Regions from separate parts of the Danio rerio genome. Here region 1 is linked to region 2. The links are chromatin contacts, called in public Hi-C maps. All regions are on one chromosome and are shown on one strand. Each heading gives the region's core, a stretch centred on a gene start, on an enhancer-like site or on the middle of the called end of the contact. The rest is flanking DNA. Distances are from core to core; before and after follow the strand shown. Region 1 overlaps dlg3 (discs, large homolog 3 (Drosophila)). Region 2 overlaps tex11 (testis expressed 11).

Region 1 (4,837 bases), core at 754-3,253, 140 kb before region 2:
TTTTTTTAGATGAATTGTCATTGTATGTCACAAATCAAAGTAAAATATATAAAAAAATTACTAACTAAAATTTTAGTTGAAATTTGCAAGAAACTGATCCAGAGAAACTGAGAAATTTTAAGAAATCTCTTAGAAATTCCATAGATATATGAATTAATTATGTATATGTGTGTGTGTACACAGTGGAAGATCTAAATCACAATGATCATCTAAACATATGGTAAATGCTTGTTGCTTGCGTGGTCCCTCATGAAAGTGACTCAAGGTGCTGAGAGATCTCAGCAGTTGTATAAATGACTTCACCATATGTTAAAAAGTATAATGCATGTAATTTACACTGCAAAATACTGTAGAAATTATTTAGTTTGTTTTACAGTGTCCTATGAATGAACTCTAAAGCAGGTCGCACACCAGAAGCGCCGCTCGGCGCCGCGACACGGCGCGTACATGACAGATTAAAGTATCGCACACCAGACGCGCACATTCGAATGATATTTAACATGAAACTAATCAGATGGCGCTCTGTGGCGCGGCTGAAAAATGAACTGCGTCCTGAGCCGTCGCCGGGCGCCGCCGACAGCCGCCGACTTGCGGCGCCGGTGTGTGTATCCTGATAGAAACCTATGATTAGAATTCTAAAATACGTGGCGCTGCGCGCCGCGCCGCCGAGCGTCGCTTCTGGTGTGCGACCTGCTTTAGTGTGCTGTTTTGAACTTTACAAATTTGTTTAGATTTTGTTTATGAGCAACCGTAGAAAGACCTTTTTGAACATAACAGCTGAGTGTTGAAACTCACTTTTCCACTAACCATGTGTCAAACTAATGCTGACTATGAAATGAGGTGAACCCAGTGAAAAGGAGAGCAGTTGTGTAAAAATGATTCTGTGGAGAGGTCTGTGTAGTTAAGCAAAAGGACTGTGTGTTTTTTGTACAGTGGCCAGGAATTTATGTGGTCTTTTAGGATTTACTTGGCATTGGGAACATTCTGCTGGAACGGGGAAAACAAAAGTATAATTTCAGCAGAACTTTGTCAGTAATAAATGTACTCATATATCACGATATGTTAGCACATTGTACAGAATCATTTAGCTGCACATACTATAACATCCATGAGATTTAAAGGAACACTGGCCTTTTTTGGAAATAGGTTTATCATACAACTCCCCTAGAGTTAAACAGTTGAGTTTTACCAGTTTTGAATACAATTAGCTGATCTTGGCGGAAGCACTTTTAGCTTAGCTTAGCATAGATCATTAAATCAGATTAGACCATTAGCATCTGGCCCAAAACGTTTGTAAAATTAGACTTTTTTAAAGGGGTAGTTCAACCATAGCTAAAAGTTCTGTCATCATCTACTTAATCCACACCTGTGTGACTTTCTTTCTTCTGTTGAAGACTAAAGAATATAATTTGAGGAAATCTGAAAGCCTTTAACCACTGACTTCTATAGAATTAGTTTTTCCTACTATGGATTTCAATGGTTACCCATTTTCAGCTTTCTTCAAAATAAGTAAAATTCTTTTGTTCAACAGAATAAAACTTAAAAAGGTTTTAAGTTGAGTACATGAGTAAAATTTTATTTTTGTGTGATCTATCCCTTGGCTTAAATGCTGAGATAAACAATAATAATCCCAAATAAATCATTACAAATATGACCTGACCTGATCATGCATTTTGAGGGGAAAGGTCTCTTCGATGAGCACATATTTCATCACACATCTTCAAAGACATTGAAGATAGCTTTACTAAACGAGGAGGTGTTTCTGTCTGACACACTTACACATTTCCATTCATCATACAGCTGCATGTTTTATAATCACGCTGCATTTAGCGGAAGACTCCACGTTTCAGTTTACTTTCCCCGCCGCTCGCTTTCTTCTCTCTGTTCTCTGGCTTTCTCATCTGGCTCTGGCCAGCCAGGCGATGAAACCGCTTCCCACACACTGTTCTCCTCCCACTCGCACAGGCTCACACAGACACAGCCATGATGAGTCACATCGCCCCATTCTTCTACTGTCTTTCCCGCTGCACCCAAGTGGGACTCCATTACTGCCCCTAACAGCCCCCTCACACACACCATCCGCATGCGCCGCCCGTCCAAGTTCACAGCATATCTCTCCAAAAAAGAGTTGCTTTTCTCTCCAGCTCTTTTTTCTTCAGTCTTAAAAAAGACTCGCTCGTTTCTTCTAGTGCAAAGGGGGCTGAGAGCGCGTTCTGCTTCAAAGGCGCAGCGAGGTAACAAGCATCTCATTATGTTATTAGTGCAGGCTGTGGGCCAACGTGGGAGTGTGGGTGACATCAGTAGTATTGTCTCCCTCCATTCTCATCAGCCGGTCGCCCCTCTGTTGGTGACCACAGGCCACGACAGTTAGTGACCTGAGAGGTAATGAGGTAAGACGTACACTTGGTAGGAAAGGCTGGGGTAAAGAAACAAAACGTTCTGATTCGAGGAGGAAAGGGGTGTTTTAGGGGCATGACCATTGATGTGATTTACTAGCTAGATGACTAGCTAGCTAGTCACGATTGTTTCCCAACTGTGTATCACACATCACGATTTGAACCATACTGGTTAGAACTGTCATCAGTGGTGTCATGATTGTAACGCAGAAATAACTTCTGCAGATTAAATGTTTTGGGATCAAATTAACACCATATTAGTGCTATAAATAATAAACATGGTTTTAAAGGGTGTCCACAGTGTATTTTTAAGGGTGGTTGTCTATAAGATGCATGCTCATGCTTCAGTTATAGAAAACACATTATTTTTTCATATACCTTACTTTGATTCTATACAGCTACTCTGCTTACATGAAAATGACTGTCATATTTCCTAGTTCCGCCGAAAGGCCTGCTCACAAGAGGCTCTGGTTGGTGTGCTAACATAATGTGCTGTGATTTGCAGATCGGCTCCACTTCACCACGTCACACCCCTACAAGCATGTGTTTAGCGCTGTGTAAACAGTTGCTGAATCAGACAGAAAATGAAGAGCATGCAGCTGAACCTCACGCAGGCTCTCTAAAATAAAATCACACAAGATCTGTCACATATATTTGGAATAAGCATGTGTAACTAATATGAAACGTTCACATATCTTTTGCGAGATGGTTATTTGAGATGTAGAACGCAGGGAAAACGTCCGCATAGAGAGACACTGCAGCGCTGCTGAAGATTGTGGGTGTTAACAGCCGTTTTAACAGATTAATATGAATTTGTAGCTAAATTGTTAACGGTGCCAAACATAATTTCCCATTTTGTACGTCCTTGTTTACTTTCTCGCTACAACATACCGTTAACGCTAGAAACTGTGCATGCAATAGATCAATTTTAACAAATAAAAATACTTACGTACAGGTTGTGGCTCACAATCCACAGCTTCGACGGTTGGAGGAATTTTTAGCCAAGTCCAGCACTGAACTGGGAGAGATTCTGGAAGCTGTCTTTTGTCAAATACTGGAGCTATATATTTTTTATAATTCTCTGGAACATAATTAAGTTAAATTGTGAGCACGTTTCTCTTTGTGTCATGTCTTTTGGAAGCCCAAATACAGAAACAGAAGAAGCTCTGGGAATAATAGCAGCGTTTGGATGGCATTTTAGCTTTCTCTGCTATAACATTACAGCACCTCTGGCTATGCTCCTTCGTTGCGCTTGTTGTATGCGTGTGGTGAATGCATGTAACCTGAAGGGTTATGATTTCATTAACCCGGATGTATTTTTTTGTAGTCCTCAAACTTCGTTCGCTGTAGGCTTTGCTAAGCTAACTCTGTAAAAGCGAACGTCTCCCTTGTCTCTCATTGAACTTTGAGCATATTTCATTCAGAGATGTTGTTCATGTTCACACGGCTACATTACACATTAACTAAAGTTTAAAATAAGATATTGTAGTGGACCACCCATTTAAATAGTAATAACAAAGCACGCTTTCAAAAAAGTATTTTTATTCTGTTTACACATGAAAAGACATTGAATGAAATTGGTAAATTCATGGAATTAAAGCTGCAGTTTGTACTGCATGTTTTTATTTTCAAAAATTAAAGTTCCAGTGAAATCAAAATAAAGTTTCTTAGAGATTATGGTCAGTATGTTAGTCTTAAGGACATCTATATGCTACTGTGCCCCAAAACAGTGACAAAATTCATTCATTTCCTTTTCGGGTGAGTCCCTTAATTAATCCGGGGTCGCCACAGCAGAATGAACCACCAACTTATCCAGCACATGTTTTACGCAGCGAATGCCCTTTCAGCTGCAACCAATCTCTGGGAAACATCCATACACACTCATTCACACTCATACATTGACAATTTAGCCGACCCAGTTCACCTATATCGCATGTCTTTGGACTGTGGGGGAAACCGTAGCACCCGGATGAAGCCCAGCCCGGCTCCTTGCCCTGCCGGCGTCAACCAGACGTCTAGCCCTGCCGGCACCAGCCCGGCTTCTTGCCCTGCCGGCGCCACCCACACATCTTGCCCTGCCGGCCCCAGCCCAACTCCTTGCCCTGCCGGCGCCACCCAGACGTCTTGCCCTGCCGGCGCCACCCAGACGTCTTGCCCTGCCGGCGCCACCCAGACGTCTTGCCCTGCCGGCGCCACCCAGACGTCTTGCCCTGCCGGCGCCACCCAGACGTCTTGCCCTGCCGGCCCCACCCAGACGTCTTGCCCAGCTGGCCCCAGCCCGGTTCTTCGTCCTGCCGGCGCCACCCAGGCGTCTTGCCCTGCCGGCGCCACCCAGGCGTCTTGCCCTGCCGGCGCCACCCAGGCGTCTTGCCCTGCCGGCCACAGCCCGGCTCCTTGCCCTGCCGGCGCCACCCAGACGTCTTGTCCAGCCGGCCCCAGCC
Region 2 (5,131 bases), core at 1,148-3,647:
TTATTCACACCTTGCCGCCTTGTCTTTTACCAAACCGCATGAACAAAACGTTTTTAATGATTATTATCTTGTGAATTCCTAGAACTCAGGATGAATTAATCACTGCCAAACTCGACTGGTTGAACTAAACTTCCCTACTGCAAGAAACTTTTTGCCCACATGGCTGAAACCAGCCTTTCTGCGCCTATCAAATGACCCACTGAGGGGCTGAAAAAGCTTTACTTGAGAGTATGAAGCAAACATGGCCTATTCCCAACTGTTACCTTAAACCCTTGCTCTGGCTTTGCTGATCAGATAAAAGTACTAATTAAAGGGACAGTTCACCCAAAACTGAATTTTCTAAGACCCTGTTTACACCAATAGGTTTTAGTTTTAAAATGCATACATTTTGCTATGGTTTCGTCCATCCTACCCTAGAGTATTCAAGGCCCGAAAACGGAGCATTTTGGAAATGCTGAAGAGGCCAATTTGGTTTTAAAGCACTGCTGCTCCGTGTCAATGTGGATGGGGGAAAACGGAGACATCTAAAAACGGAGGCATGGCTGCAGACATTCTCCTCTCTGATTGGGCCTTTTTCTCAATATTAAGTAATATTAAGTTCAGTCTTGCATCCTTCTGTTCAAACTCCGCAAGTTTGATATGGAAAACAAACTCCCGAGGACACATCGGATAAATCATCAAAGGGAACAGTGTACTTTACAACCTCATTCACATCACCTTGTGTACGTTGTTTCACTTTCTTTACAATAAATTGAAAACATGATATTAGGAACTGCCTATTTTCATTATGATATTCGAAACCTACAAGACAGCAAAAATGTTGAGGCGTCGTGTAGCTACATATTTATATGAGTGTCGTCTTCATTGTATGTATATTTATAACAAAATGAAGCCTATAACATTACTGCCTCCTTTCATTTTCATTGAAAAATACGAACATGCCGTCTCTTACTGAATATCAATTGATAATAATCATAATAAATAAAAGTATAATTTTCAATAAGTTTATACAATATAGGAAATAAAGGCAAGCAGTAAGTCAAATGTGCAGAATCAGTGTACAAGGGTACATAAATAAACATATTAACTTATCTTTGTGCTCAGCCAAAACACGTTACCTGAGAACAAGTAATATATTCAAAAGACCAAAGAGGCGTTAGATAGAGACAAGATGAATTAAATATTACATTTAACAACTTTAGTGAGATGAGATCCAGCGATATATCCTTGATGAACTGTCCGACGTGCACTGCTCCCACCTGGGTAGATGAGCTCAAAGCACTCGCTGACTGCCTGGAGCTCAGATCTCCACATTCCAGAGTGTGTGTGATAACGTGATGTGCGTTTTCAGCCGTGTAGTGTGGACGGAGATCTTTTCAGAACTGCTAAGTGAAACGTCAGTGTGGACGCAGATTGTTTTCAATCTAAAACATCATTTCAAAACTAAAACCAATAAGGTTTCTAACGTTTCTCGCAATATCATCTTTTGTTTTCGACAGAAAAAGGACTTACTCATAAAGGTTTGGAACCTCTTGAAACAGTAAATGGTGAGTTAATTTCATTTTTGGGTGAACTATTCCTTTAAGGGCACAAAGCAGTGTATTGGGGGCACTTGTGAAGACCTTTGTGGAAGATAAATTGCTGAATGCATGGCTCCTGGAAGGCCAACATCCTGAGTTTATCTCCAACACACCGGCCTTCACGTTGTAAAGACCCGACACAGGTTTTATTTATGGTTGAGGGTGAAGTCTGCCAGGAACAAGTTTAGACAGGTGAGGTGTGGCGTTTGGGATTGTGGCAGTGAAATGTGTCACCTTGTGCCGAGTGTTCAAATGGCTGTACAGCGAGAGGCACATACCTGAGTTTGATAGCTGTCCTGCAGAGAGCCCAGATACCTCAAGAAGCTCATTCCCAGCCCACACCACCTCTCTGCTTCAGGGTATTGGGCCAGACTGTAGAGCAGGATTCCTGTATTCCACGCTCGGGTCAGCAGCCACAGGATCTCCAACTCCGGAAAGTCCTCGGTCTGTGATAGAAAAGAGATATGATGGAGGAATGGTTTGGTCTAAACGCTGTAATTATAGCTGCAGAATTATAGAATGCTATTCAATATCAATGGTGTCTTGAAGGTCATGAATTGAGAATAGCAGCCTGATGCTTATGCAAGTTTTCTGCAACGCTAGTCCAAGATAAAAGATACAGGCGAGATCTTCAAATTAGCATCCAAATTGGCAGGAAGAGGCTGGTGAATGGAGCATCTGCTAACTGAGGCATAACTAAAAGCCCATTGACAGAAACAGGAGATTCTTTCAAAGATGGGGATAATTGCGGGGCTGAGCTGCAGCGGGTCGTGTGTGATGCCTGCTGAGTCACCGTAACCAACTCACTGCAGTTGCTATGAGGGAAAGAGCTTCCTCATAGTAGCCCCACACTTCCTCCAACACGCAAGGCTGAACCTCGGACACACCGTTCGGCAGGCTCAGCTGAATCAGGCTGTGTAAACAGTTACTAACACATACACACACACACACATGAGTATAAGGTGTGTGTCACATGAGAAACAGTTTAATGTCTTTTGTTATGTGTCATTGTGTAAGTAGCAAACACTGAGCTCGTCTGACCTGCAGCGCATGAGGTCCACCTGTGGTTGTTTTCTGTGCAGAGACAGAGCGATCTTCAGTGCTTTCTTACAAAGTACCGGGTAATGGGCTGGTGGTTCCATTGCCAGCACTGTAGACACAAAGAACAGAACTATCAGATCAGATCCAGCCGTTTTGTACAATAGGGGTTCCCAAAGTTTTTAGCTCACAACCCTTAAAATTACAATGCCAGTGACTTGTGACCCCCAGTATCCTCTGAGGTGGTTTAAATATGCTGTATAAATCGTACACACTGGCCCACACATACCAATAGGTCCAAATCTAATCATCATTTAATTTTGGAGAACGCCACTTGGAGACAATCCTCCATGTTCATTTGTGGCTTGTGTTTATTTTTAATGTACGTGAGTGCTGTAAAGGTGTCAGAAGGTTTAATCTGGTGCCATAAAATCAATGTGCTGTGTGTTTAATATAACATAATCCCCCCAGGGGTGGCAGAAATGAAACGCTGATGGATTTGTATTTGCATTTTTAAAAAAAATTTTTTTAGGAGTTTTAAACTTTAATGGATAGAATTGTACAGAGAATCAACTGTATGATTAATTAAAAATAACTATAAACATTGATTTATATTAACTAATAAAATATAGATTTTTTAATTGTGTAATGAACTTATAACAATACTCAAGCTGCACCTGTTTTTGCCTCGATTTGCTCACCAATGTCTTCTGCATTGTCCTGTATCTGAGGAGTGTCAGTTTTTATATTTTTAAATCTGATTCAGTCACAGCACTTCATTTCAGTTTGCTTTTTTGTAGCTTAGCAATAAAAACAAACAAAAAAAGCTTACATTAAATTAGAAACGAGGATCTCTGTAAAAGACTCCAGCCCTGCCCATCATTCTTACTCTCTTCTCAGATGGGATGGTGGGCCAAATCACAGGTTATCATGGGCCAATTTTGGCCCGCAGGCCCTAGTTTGGGCATCTCTAGTCTAAAGACATGCGCTACAGGTGAATTGGGTGAATAAAATTTGTCGTAATTTATGAGTGCGTGTGTGAATGTGAGAATGTATGGAGGTTTCCCAGTACTGTGTTCCTGCTGTTTAAAACATATGCTGGAATAGTTGGTTGTTCATTCTATTTTGACTACCTCTGATAAATCAAAGACTAAGCTGAAAGAAAATAAATGAATTAAAGTATGATTTAAAACAAAAACAACTCCAAACTTTTGAATAGTAGAGTATATCCATACACAGAGCCAATAGTTGATTATCCATTAGAGCATAGGTCTCAAAATCCTGGAGGTCTCAAAATCCTGGAGGGCCACAGCTCTGCAGTTTTGCTCCAACCCTAATCAAACACAGCTGATCCAAATAATCAAGGTGTTCAAGACTACTAGAGAATGTTCAGCTGGTGTGATTTTGAGGTGGTTGGAACTAAACTATGCAGAGCTGCGGCCCTCTAGGAATTAAATTTGAGACCACTGCATTAGAGGGTTATGTCTTGAGAAGCTGACCTGCGATCACTTCTAACAGCTTGGTCTCGATGTTATCCAGCTCCAAAACTGATTCAAGCACAGTCTCCAGTTTTGGATCATTTAATTTGGCCCGAGCCTCAAACTCATAGAGCAGCAATAATGAGTCTGTTTTGTCTTGAGAAGAAATGCCTAATGAAGAAACAACATGTAAAAAAAGTGATTATGGTCCTTGTTAATTTGGAGAAACAGGTAGAAGTTAATTCTGCCTACGTAAAATAATTGAAGCAGGAAATGCACCTGATGTTTTGATGGTGGTCCAGATCTCTTTACAGAGTTGAATGTTTTCTAGAGTCTGGGTCAGCAGCTCAGTCTGAAAGTAAAGGAGATGTTTTAAACTGCGCCCTCTGCTGGTTAACTGCATGAATGGTGAAAACTGAAATGGGAGAGAGTTTATCCCATACAGGGATAGTTACAACACATCCTCAACTGAACACAAAGTAAGATATACTGAAGAATGTTGGGAAAAAACAGCCATTGACTCCCATATTAATTGTGTTCCAGATATGGATGTGAATGGCTGATTTTTTCCACAACATTCTTCAGTATATTTTGTTTAAAAAGAAGAAAGTAAGGCGACACGATGGCTCAGTGGTTAGAACTGTCGTCTCACAGCAAGAAGGTCGCTGGTTTGAGTCCCTGCTAGGTCAGTTGGGATTTCTGTGTGGAGTTTGCACATTCTCCCTGTGTTGGCATGGGTTAGCTCCGTTTGCTCCAGTTTCCCCCACAGTACAAAGACAACCACTACAGGTAAATTGGGTGAACTAAATTGTTCTTAATACTTAGTGTGTGACTAAGCCGAAGGTAAATTAATGAATGGATAAAGAAGAAAGTAATCCATAAACCTTTTATTTCTATTATTTTTTTATTGTTAAGCCCATAAACAGTGTATACAATTTATACATACATCAACAAATAGGCAGATCATCTTTAACAATGAAAAGTAATCCATAAACATTTAGGAGCATGATTTATTTTTGACTAAAAGGTCTCCAA

Evidence for each region. A called contact is a pair of places that touch in the nucleus more often than the background predicts.
Region 1: a contact with region 2 is called in a Hi-C map of embryo, with 2.4 times the contacts expected there. The contact joins two enhancer-like sites. A contact is called at or near these places in 4 of 18 Hi-C or Micro-C datasets (caudal fin, embryo, skeletal muscle and 1 more) and 1 of 4 datasets of contacts at active chromatin or transcription factors (caudal fin).

Annotation. Positions count from the first base shown.
Region 1 is chr14:37,752,372-37,757,208 of GRCz12tu, reverse strand. The region is part of intron 2 of dlg3 (discs, large homolog 3 (Drosophila)); the gene reads left to right. Among named protein-coding and RNA genes, the nearest start is that of dlg3, 10 kb to the left of the region's middle. Within about 2 kb of position 2,003, at least 27 of the 62 cell types and tissues checked have an H3K27ac peak or open chromatin away from gene starts, as enhancers often do.
Region 2 is chr14:37,610,542-37,615,672 of GRCz12tu, reverse strand. tex11 (testis expressed 11) reads right to left here. Exons shown (of 31, transcript XR_012389866.1): 24 at 4,376-4,448; 25 at 4,118-4,267; 26 at 2,622-2,730; 27 at 2,388-2,508; 28 at 1,859-2,026. Among named protein-coding and RNA genes, the nearest start is that of tex11, 16 kb to the right of the region's middle. Within about 2 kb of position 2,397, at least 3 of the 62 cell types and tissues checked have an H3K27ac peak or open chromatin away from gene starts, as enhancers often do.